2 separate regions of the Macaca mulatta genome follow, and region 1 is linked to region 2. The links are chromatin contacts, called in public Hi-C maps. All regions are on one chromosome and are shown on one strand. Each heading gives the region's core, a stretch centred on a gene start, on an enhancer-like site or on the middle of the called end of the contact. The rest is flanking DNA. Distances are from core to core; before and after follow the strand shown.

What was found. A called contact is a pair of places that touch in the nucleus more often than the background predicts.
Region 1: a Hi-C map of sperm shows a contact between it and region 2, with 2.5 times the contacts expected there. The contact joins the promoter of TAS2R40 here to the enhancer-like site in region 2. A contact is called at or near these places in 8 of 14 Hi-C or Micro-C datasets (blood, cortical neurons, fetal cortex germinal zone and 4 more).

Annotation. Positions count from the first base shown.
Region 1 is chr3:183,244,458-183,250,020 of T2T-MMU8v2.0, forward strand. TAS2R40 (taste 2 receptor member 40) reads left to right here and starts at 3,130. Exons shown (of 1, transcript NM_001080764.1): 1 at 3,130-4,101. The coding sequence starts at 3,130. The coding sequence ends at 4,101.
Region 2 is chr3:183,014,534-183,019,768 of T2T-MMU8v2.0, forward strand. No RefSeq gene overlaps it. Among named protein-coding and RNA genes, the nearest start is that of OR9A2, 24 kb to the right of the region's middle. Within about 2 kb of position 2,853, at least 3 of the 40 cell types and tissues checked have an H3K27ac peak or open chromatin away from gene starts, as enhancers often do.

The DNA of each region.
Region 1 (5,563 bases), core at 1,880-4,379, 230 kb after region 2:
CAATCTGTTCTATCCTATGCCTGGACCAAAGCTTTTAAACTTCATAGCCAAGAATTTGAAACTTGTTTCTTGAAGACCCCATGAGAACTTCCGTAAACTAGGCTGGGCGCAGTGTCTCACATCTGTAATCCCAGCACTATGGGAGGGTGAGGCAGGTGGATCACATGAGGCCAGGAGTTCAAGACCAGCCTGACCAACATGGTGAAACCCCATCTCTACTAAAAATACAAAAATAAGCCAGGCATGGTGGCAAACATCTGCAATCCCAGCTACTTGGGAGGCTGAGGCATGAGAATCCCTTGAACCTGGGAGGGGGAAGTTTCAGTGAGCTGAGATCGTGCCACTGTGCTGCAGTCTGGGTGACAGAGCAAGACCCTGTTTCCAAAAATAAAAATAAAAAAAGAACTTCCCTAAAGTAGAGACAATGCCTCCATTCTAGCTCTCCAAATGAGAAAATATGGAATAAAAATGAATTGGCCCCACATAGCTGTAAATGTGGCACTGTGAGTGGCTTGGAGTTGTCAGCCTAGACTGCCAGCTTGCATACAGCCTCAGCAACAGTCCCACACCCCAGTGGCTGATTCCCTCCCTGCTCTTCTTGCCTGAGCTTCTGAGGCTGCAGGTAGACCCTGCCCAACATCTCCTTCTGTTCCCACCTCTTAAAATCAGAGAAAAGCATGAATGAAACCCAATAGAAAACAGTTCCAGAACAATGGAAGTCAACGATTGTGTGCCAGAAATTTGGGGAGATACCATTTATTACAAACTTGCATATGTTGGGACAAAATAAACCAAACAGTGAGTTTGATGCTTCGGAATACATGAAAGCTGCTGACAAATGCTACTGTCCTCAATTAAGAGAACTAACCAAAGTTAATGAGTCTCTTACAGGAGATGTAGAACCTGCCAAAAATCTTGTTTCTAGTTCTGACTATTATGAATAAAGCTGCTGTGAGCATTTTTGTACAAATCTCTGTGTTGACATAAGTTTTAATTTCTCTAAACAATGCTTTCTTAATTTTGAAATATATTGCTTTGCCTGGTGCTTATTTCTATACAAATATGATCTAATAACATTGCCATTTTAAAATAATAATAAATCTCTGACTTCTTTATTTAGTTAATTTATTTATTTTTGAGACAGGGTCTGGTTCTGTCACCCAGGCTGTAGTGCAGTAGCTCCATCTCAGCTCACCAAGACCTCCACCTCCCAGGCTCAAGGATCCTCCCACCTCAGCCTCCCGAGTAGTTGAGACCACAGGTGCGTGCCACCATGCCCGGCTAATTTTCTGTATTTTTTGTAGATACGGGGTTTCACCATGTTGCCCAACCTGACCTCAAACCCCTGAGCTCAAGCAATCCTCTTCCTCAGCCTCCCAAAGTGCTAGGATTGCGGGCATGAGCCACTGAGCCGAGCCAACTTCCTTATTTTAAATAAAATTAATTTGGGGTGGGGAAATCCATTTTTATCATTCATCCATTTATATTATAAAAAAATATAATGGACCAAGGCCAGGGATGGTGGCTCACACTTACAGTCCCAGTATTTTGGGAGGCTGAGATGGGAGGATTGCTTGAGCCCAAGAATTCAAGATCAGCCTGGCCAACATGGTGAAACTCTGTCTCCACAAAAAATACAAAACTTAGCCAGGTGTGATGGCATGCACCTGTAGTCCCAGCTACTCAAGTGGCTGAAGTGTGGGGATCACTTGCGCTATGGAGGTCAAGGCTGCAGTGAGCCATGATTACGCCACTGCACTCCAGCCTGGGTGGCAGAGTGAGACCCAGTCTCAAAAAAAAAAAAAATAAATCAAATAAAAATAACAGGGCAAGCACACTGGAAAATGATAACTGGCACTCAGCTTCTGTGTCAAGAAGACACTAGGAATTAGTATTGTCAACAAACTGAAAAGTATATGCCTTGTTTAAAATGGGCAGCCACTACTCAGCTTCAGCCAATTCACTATGCCAAATCTTCTAATTTTTCAAGAGAAGATAGATTTTTTGTGTGTGCATATAAGTAATCTCCTAAGTTTAAATGTTGGCCAATAGAACCCCTCAAAAAAAAAAAAGTTACACACTGGTGGATTAATGCTGTATAGCATTAGCCAATGCAAAGTAAAAAGACCACAGACCAAATCTGACCCAAGGCTCATTGGTTTCTAGCTAAGATTTTGGTTCTCAATCCTGACTATGAGCAACAAGACCTTTTGGCTTTTTTAAAAGATAGCATGCCTGAGCCCTAGTCCAGATTCTGATTTCCTAGATTTGTATGAGTCCCGGGCATCTACCATTCTGGTTCACAGCCAGGGTTAAAAAGTAGGAAATTAAATTTCAAGTTATAGTACCTTATCATATTTCTGAACTTCAACACCAAGTCCAAAACACTGAATTCTCCCCAGGCTCATTCTACCTGATTCTGAGCTCAAATAGTCATGTGGGATCTCAGTAAGCTGAAATTGATGACACGTACACAAACAATAAAAACTGGGACTATGGAGACTTCCTTGTCTCCAACTTGAATGGCATCCAATTTTGGCTTTTCTGTATACTATTTGAGGACATTATAATAGCAGGCCTTTTTGGAAGAAACTCAATTCTAAGTAAAAGATGTTCATATATGAGCGTATGGGAATTTCTTATTCACAAACATGGTAACCATCAAAATAAAACTCTCTCCCAAAATAAGAGAGACAAGAAAAGAAGTGGAGAAAACAGATTTTAAAAGCTGTATGAGCTTTTACAAATAATTTAGCAGGTAACAGAGATCTTGTGAGACAAGTAAAAAGGTCTTGTATTCATGCCTTATCAGGTAAATGTGGACTTAAAGTAAATAAGGTAGGAAGGTATTGAGCTAGAAACATGTCTCAAATTATTTCCAGTGAGCTTCTGAAAGCCCAAGACAAATGTATCTTTATGAAAAACTGAGACAGACCCAGTAACCAGATCCTCTCATTATTTGCATGTGAAACCTCTAACTTGTCGTCATGTGATAAACAAATGGAGAAAAATTGGAAATAACCATTAATGAGGGGGGCGGAAATTACAATAACATTGAGCAAGGGTCAGAAGATTGCAGAGCAGTTACCCGTTCTTGGCATAGAAACCTGAAAGTCAGGATCAAAGAGAATGGCAACCATGAACACAGATGCCACAGACAAAGACATATCCAGGTTCAAGGTCATCTTCACCTTGGTGGTCTCCGGAATAGAGTGCATCACAGGCATCCTTGGGAGTGGCTTCATCACGGCCATCTATGGGGCTGAGTGGGCCAGGGGCAAAACACTCCCCACTGGTGACTGCATTATGTTGATGCTGAGCTTTTCCAGGCTCTTGCTACAGATTTGGATGATGCTGGAGAACATTTTCAGTCTGCTATTCCGAATTGTTTATAACCAAAACACAGTGTATATCCTCTTCAAAGTCATCACTGTCTTTCTGAACCATTCCAATCTCTGGTTTGCTGCCTGGCTCAAAGTCTTCTATTGTCTTAGAATTGCAAACTTCAATCATCCTTTGTTCTTCCTGATGAAGAGGAAAATCATAGTGCTGATGCCTTGGCTCCTCGGGCTGTCAGTGTTGGTTTCCTTAAGCTTCAGCTTTCCTCTCTCAAAAGATGTCTTCAATGTGTATGTGAATAGCTCCATTCCTATCCCCTCCTACAACTCCACGGAGAAGAAGTACTTCTCTGAGACCAATATGGTCAACCTGGTATTTTTCTATAACATAGGGATCTTCATTCCTCTGATCATGTTCATCCTGGCAGCCACTCTGCTGATCCTCTCTCTCAAGAGACACACCCTACACATGGGAAGCAATGCCACAGGGTCCAGGGACCCCAGCATGAAGGCTCACATAGGGGCCATCAAAGCCACCAGCTACTTTCTCATCCTCTACATTTTCAATGCAGTTGCTCTATTTCTTTCCATGTCCAACATCTTTGACACTTACAGTTCCTGGAATATTTTGTGCAAGATCATCATGGCTGCCTACCCTGCCGGCCACTCAATACAACTGATCTTGGGCAATCCTGGGCTGAGAAGAGCCTGGAAGCGGTTTCAGAGCCAAGTTCCTCTTTACCTAAAAGGGCAGACTCTGTGACTGGAACTCAGGGAGGACTGCGGGACCTGGTCCAACCACTTCTGCCTTTTCCTCAGGTAGAACTCTCTCCTCACCCATCTCTTCTCTCCCAAACCTGCTCTGACACTTCTCAGAAAACGTGACCCTTTTATGAACATGAAGCTGAATTTTTAACTTGAGATTCTAAACAGAAGTAACCAAGAAACCTGAAGATGGACTTTGAAAGTTCCTCGAACTATGTTCATTCATATCCTGCCCTGAGATCTCTCTGCTTTCTTCTCCTCCTGAGCCTTAAGGAGAGGGTGGCCAGACATATCGGTTTGCCAGGGACAATCTCTGTTTATTGTCTGTTGTCAATTGAGCACCCTTCAATTCTCAAGAATATCATGGTCTGGATGAAGAATTACATGATCATCCTACTTAAGACACCCAACTAACACACAGTTAGGGCTGGTGAAGCAGAGCACAGCACTCAGTCCATGGGGTAGAAGGGAAACCAGAGTGGCTACAGAGAAAGAAGATTCAGGAAAGAAAGGCTGCCAGAAATTATCAAGAAGTGCTGCAGAGGTTCCGAGGAAAGTAAAGGGTGAAGAAAAAGGCTTTGGATTTGACTGCAAGCAGGCCATGTGTGCTATTAGTGGAGTGATAGGGTGACATCCTGATCCCAGGAATTCCAGAAGATGATGCCAAAAGAGAGGGGATGGGTAAAAACCAATAGTCTAGAAAGGATGTTTGGAGATAAAGATGAGTTATAGAATGGCAGATGAATACGTGAAGGGTCAGTTCAATGCTTTATTTCTCCAAATGGGAGGGGACAAAGTGAGCAGAGAGGAAAGAAAGAATGCAGGGAAAAGAGTGAAGTGGGCAGGAAGCCAAAAGAGAAAAGAAAGAGGCTGGAGTAAGTGAGTGTCTGTTTTGCTCAGTTCCCGACCTGTAGCAATGCTAGTGGCACCTGTGCCTCTGGTTTTACCAGTTCTGGGTTACCTTGAAGTAAACAGTGGGGCAAGAGCGGGTTACTTGGGGCAGACCGCTGGAGAAGAGGAAAAACATTATTCTCCGTTGTCATTCTTCAGGATGGTTCCAGCAGCATTGTCTCAAAGAGCTGTTCACAAAATATTGGACACCCCCTCCCCAGATATCTTAGAGCTTGAACGTTAGGAATCTGAAGTTGTCTTTTATTAGGTAAATTTTAAATCACGATTATTGAGGAAAATGTAAAAAGAATGCTGCGAATCATACCAAACTTAGGTAGTCCTCAAATGAAAGTATAAGGTCAGTAGCAAAGTCTAGTTCTGAGCTCCAGGGCTCTCAAGCACACATTTCAGAAAGAGTTCCTTACATCCATAAACTGCAAAAATGGCATACACACATGGCATACACACACACGGCATACACACACATACACACACACAGCATACACACACATACACACACACAGCATACACACACATACACACACAGCATATACACACATACACACACA
Region 2 (5,235 bases), core at 1,603-4,102:
ATAGGCATTAATGGAATTAACTTTTGTTTTTTAGGTAGCTGCCTAGTTTGACCATTTATTAAATAATTCATTTTTTCCCAATGATAGTACTGAGTGTTTAAATTATAGCTATATAATCTCTTTTACAGATATAGTTATTCCTCATTATGCCTCCATTTCAGAATGTTTTTGAAAATTTTTTGCTTGTTTATTTTTCCATAATGAAAAATATAATCTGAGCTTGGCATAATGGCTTATGTGTGTAATCTCAGCTATTCAGGGGGCTGAGGTGGGAGGATCACTTGAGTCCAGCAGTTCAAGTCTGCAGTGAGCTATGATCATGCCACTACACTCTAGCCTGGGTGATAGAGCAAGACTCTGTCTCTAAAAATATAAATGAATGAAATAATGAATGAATGAATTAATAAAGTATAATCTGCTTGTCTAGCTTTAAAAAATACTATTGAATTTTTAATTGTGATTGTAACATTTTTATGGATACACTTAGGGGAGAATTGATATCTTTATATTGTTTACTCCACCTTTCCATCTGTTCAAATCTACTTTTGTGTCTTTCAGGAGCATTTTTTTTAAGTGTCAATCTCGTTTAAATGCAAATCGTTACTTGTCAAGCTTATTCTTAATAATGTTATATTTGTTTTTGCTTTTGTAAATGAGGTTCTTTTCTTCCACTACATTGTCTAACTTAATATGTTTTATATGTGAAGTTTTTTGACTCTCAATATAAATTTTGTGCCCAGCCACATGGGTTTTTTACTTTATTTTGTTGAGATTTCCAGATAAACAAATTATTTAAAATTCATGTTAATCTTATTTACTCCTCCTTTTTAACATCTTGCCCCTGCATTTTTTTCTCTTGTCTAATTGCATAGGCTAACATGCCAGAAATTTTAATTAGTTTACATAGAGATGCAGTACATAAATTTAAGTTGAAGATCTGTCATTCCATAAGACACACAGATTATGTGTGTTATTATTTATTTTGGATTGATCTGTCCTCTCACCAGGAGCTCAGGCAGCTGTTAAACTCTGGAAAGAGGGCCTAAAAAAGATAGGGGTATGGATAATGGAAGCCTTGCATAAATTCTAATCAAAGTGGCAGAAAGCACTTTCTAACCCACCATCCTTCTTCCAGGGAGGGCAAAGACTGATGTCGATGTCTTTGCTGACCTCTTCTGGCAAATCTGAGGGTAGCCAGAAGATGCAAGATTTGATTGGTTCTTTTTTCCACTTCAATTTCATGTGATCACAAAGTCCCTGGGTTTGCCTGATTCGCCTGCTTGAAAAGATTTTTCAGTATCCCAGAAGTTTTTTTTAAAGTCCACACTTTCTTTAACCTCTCAGTCTTCTTCTTTTCTTCCTTCTCTTTTATAAAATGTTCAAAGCTTTATCTCCCTTCCCTCTCTCGCATTTTTGGCTGTTCAAATATCTCTGTATCCACCATTATCTTCCCCACTTGACTTTATTTCTGAGCTCCAAATTCCTGCAGTCTTTGGAAATAGGGCAAATAAATGAGAAGTCACTGATCACCTTGGCTGGAACAGTTTCAGTGGACAGTGGGAAGGAGAATCCAACTTGCTGTGGATTTAAAAAAATGCATGTGAAGTATGTAAATAATAACAGTGGGTAGGTACTTGTATTTCAAAAGCTTTGCAGGAAATAGATATAAGATTGGATGGTAACGTAGTGGTTAAACAACTATAAGAAAAGGGCATTCATTCATTCATTGTTTAGGGAGTGCAGTGGCCCTGCAAATGCCCCTCTCATATCTCTAACGATAGGGAGCATAGCTGACTGGCAGCCCTAGCTGCTATGCTCCAAAATCCTTCTCATGTCTTCGTTAGGTCTTGCTTCCCACAGACTGCTCCCAGCTAATGACTGTGGCTGGCAGGGAGCCACTCAGGTAAGCAATGTAAACTTAAGAACAACTCGGTGCCCTTGTTGGACTTTGTTGGAGCTGCACGGCTGTTGCAGATCTTCCACTCAATCTTCCCACCTTGACTCTCTCCTTCATAATGTTCATGCCCCCATTACTATCTGATGGCTCTCCCTGCCTTCCCAATGCCAGGCTTCTTCTTTCTCCCTCCGTATTTTCCCAAAGAAATTGCTCAGACTTCTGATCCTTCTGGGTGTCTACTTCTTGGAAGACTCCACCTACCACAGAGTGGAATAGCCTGGAGCAGGTTTGTAGGGTAAGAGTAGAAGTGAGAAAAGAATGCTTTACTTCCCATTTCTCAACTGCAGATTTCTTCCCAAACTTTCTAGTCTTTGTCTGCCTGTCTGGTGTCCTGCTGTGTTGCTACACCTTTCCCTCTTTGCATTCTCTTGATGTGACCCTTGACCTTGTCCCAATTCTGAACTTTCTATCTAGCTTTCAACCTAAGTAGACCAAAGGCATCAGAGCAACATCAGTGGATTCCAAGGAGGGCAGCCATCTTCTCCTAGGGTTTTGTTTCTGCTGCTGAAACATTGCCCTCTTGTGGTTGCCTCTATAATGACATACGAAAATTAACATTTTCATATATCACAGAATTTCAAGGCCACAAGAAATAGGCATTTAGTACCAAAATAATTTTAAAAAGTGCCAGTCACAGATCTGTAAGACTTATTAAAAATGCCATGACAACCCATTGGCCTTTGTTTCACCACCCACCCATGCTAGAAAGAAAAAGGGTGTTTACTAGAGGGAGGAAATTCACAGGAGTACAGTTTTATAGCTCCTTCTCCCCCGTGCCCTAGGCAAGTAAAGGCAATCTCCAAGAGGCTTAGGTCCTTTACTTATCCTATAGAAATTAGGTCTGTTTCTTACACCACTTCCTGGTTGAACACAAAGCCCCAAGAGACCCACCCTGGTGCCCCCAGGGGAGTGACATGGTGAGAGAATCTCAGGAAGCAATGCAGCCGAACCCCGATTCAGCTGCTCATTGCTGAAAAGCCCAAAATGAGACACGAATTGGTGGGAGGAAAAGCATGCTCATTCGGAGAGCCAGCAAACCGAGACGATGATGGAATTGCATCCTAAAGTACCATCTTAAATCAGTACAAATTGTACTCTTTTTATGTTAATGCTGGAGAAGGAGGAGGGGGTTGGGATGCAGAGGTGACCAATGACCTCACAGACATCCGGGCACCAGCAAGGGTCTGAGGAGGCGGGGAACTTCTTTGTCTTTGGTCAGGTCATGATGCTCCTATAAATCTTTAACAAAACATAGTTAATTGTTTACATAAGTCTCCTTTAATCCCAGAGTCAGTTTTTAAAACTACATGATTGCCGTTTTTATGTAATATCTCAGTGCTCTAAAATTATCCTAGCCTACATGCAGGAATGGGTAAAGGCCCCTGAAACAAAAATGGAGTTAGTTATGTTAGTTCTCTTGCTATTTCACTGTTACAGCAATGAACACCTATCTTCAGAGTCTGAGAGAGCAAAGAGTCCTCTTGCCTTATCAATGGGAAGTTATGATAGCAAGCTGGTATTCCTATCATTGATAGGGCAAAAGGGGCCACGTGGATGCCATGGGAATGATGAACCTTGAAGGTTCCTGGCCCAAAAGCGCTACCTCCTCAAATGAGGAGACCCCAGCACTGAGAGGCTGTAAGTTTAACAAGCACAGGAATTGAGGGGGATCACAAGGCAATGTGAAATGCCGGTATTCCTACAAGGTATCTAAAGAATCCACAAATGCACCCAGTAAGAAAGATACCATTTGGATGCTTGCCCCACGAAAGGGCATCAGCAGCTAGGGATGGGACAAACAGCTCCAGACAAGTGAAAAGACATCATCCCCTTCCCCCGACCTCCTCTTCCCTGTCTTAATACCACAGGATCCAGGCAGAGATGGGCGATTGGAGTAGACGAGCAAGGAGGAGTGAAAAGAGCAAACCATTCCTGCTCTCCACCTGCAGGTCTCTAAATAGCCAGTCAGCTATGACCAGTGGAAAAGAAGTTCTTTAAATTGGAACTTTCAATATTGAAGCTCTAATATAGATTGAAAAGCACAATTTAACACCTCATAATGGGTCTTCATGGACACTATGAAGGCATTTTTAAGCAAAGTGAGGAAAATTACAGGATCTACCCTAAATGTGACAGGGGAAGGACAGGGAGACCTGATGGAGCCCGTTGGAGGCAAAGGGAGAGGGAAAAATATGGTCTGTCCTATTTCTATCCCATTGAATTTAGCACATTTAATAAATCGACTACACACACTTTAAAACATCCTTACATAATACAGGATGAATTAAAAGGTTCTGCCAATGAACTGAATGGAAGTATTGTCAGGGCCCTTCAAGGGAACCCTATATCTTATTCCTAGTTCATGTCACTCTTCTTTAGGGATCTTCCAGTGCCTGGGGCTTCTCTAATTTTGTGGACATCGAATTGTGTAAACCTTATAACCCTTACAGATTCCTGTATTCCCTAAGGCCACTCTTAAGGAGCTCATACAGGGAACAGATTTCTTCTTCTCTTGATCTCAGAAAGCATTCCTCATGATTGTTTTTGATACTTCAAGACCGCCATATTCTTTCGGATCTGGCCAATGCTGTGTACGTTCAGGAGCAAGAAAAGCATATTGTTGCATTTCATCATCACATATATTTTAAAACTAGTTAGTTACAATAAATTAATGGTTGCTTGGCAACCAAAGAGCTGAGGTTTTGAAAGGAAGTACTCTATTACTGTTCAAATTAGAACAGCAAGACTTGTTGAAATATTCTGAGTTCTGTTGAATTCCTTATGATGGAACCAAACCCAGGGAAAAACAAGGGAACACTCACATTTTTCAGCTCAGTTAATTTTAGGAGAGTAGAGAGGAAGTAAATTGCATCTCATCTCCTAGCTTGGGTTGGAACTGCCCAATTTAAGAACAAGTACTAATTAGCTGAAAGTAAAGCTCAGCTGTGACTTGGCTAAAAATGGGACCTCTTGCAAAAATGTACTTAAAACTGCGTGTGATAGATCTGATTCACTTTGCATGTGAAAACTGGACTCATACTGACAAAACAACGTGTGGGGAAAAGAGTTTGGGAGCATTTTTAAGACTTCAAGATGTTTTGTTAGAGAAATGACCATCTAGTGTGTCCATAATATAACCAGAAATAAAATCCAAACTGACATTTTGGCCCAGAATCTTGATGAGTATCTCTAGCCAACATTCACTTGGTTGGCTAATGGCCAATCTAATAACCACGAAATAGACCTGGATATCAGAACAACATTTTTGATAAAATAAA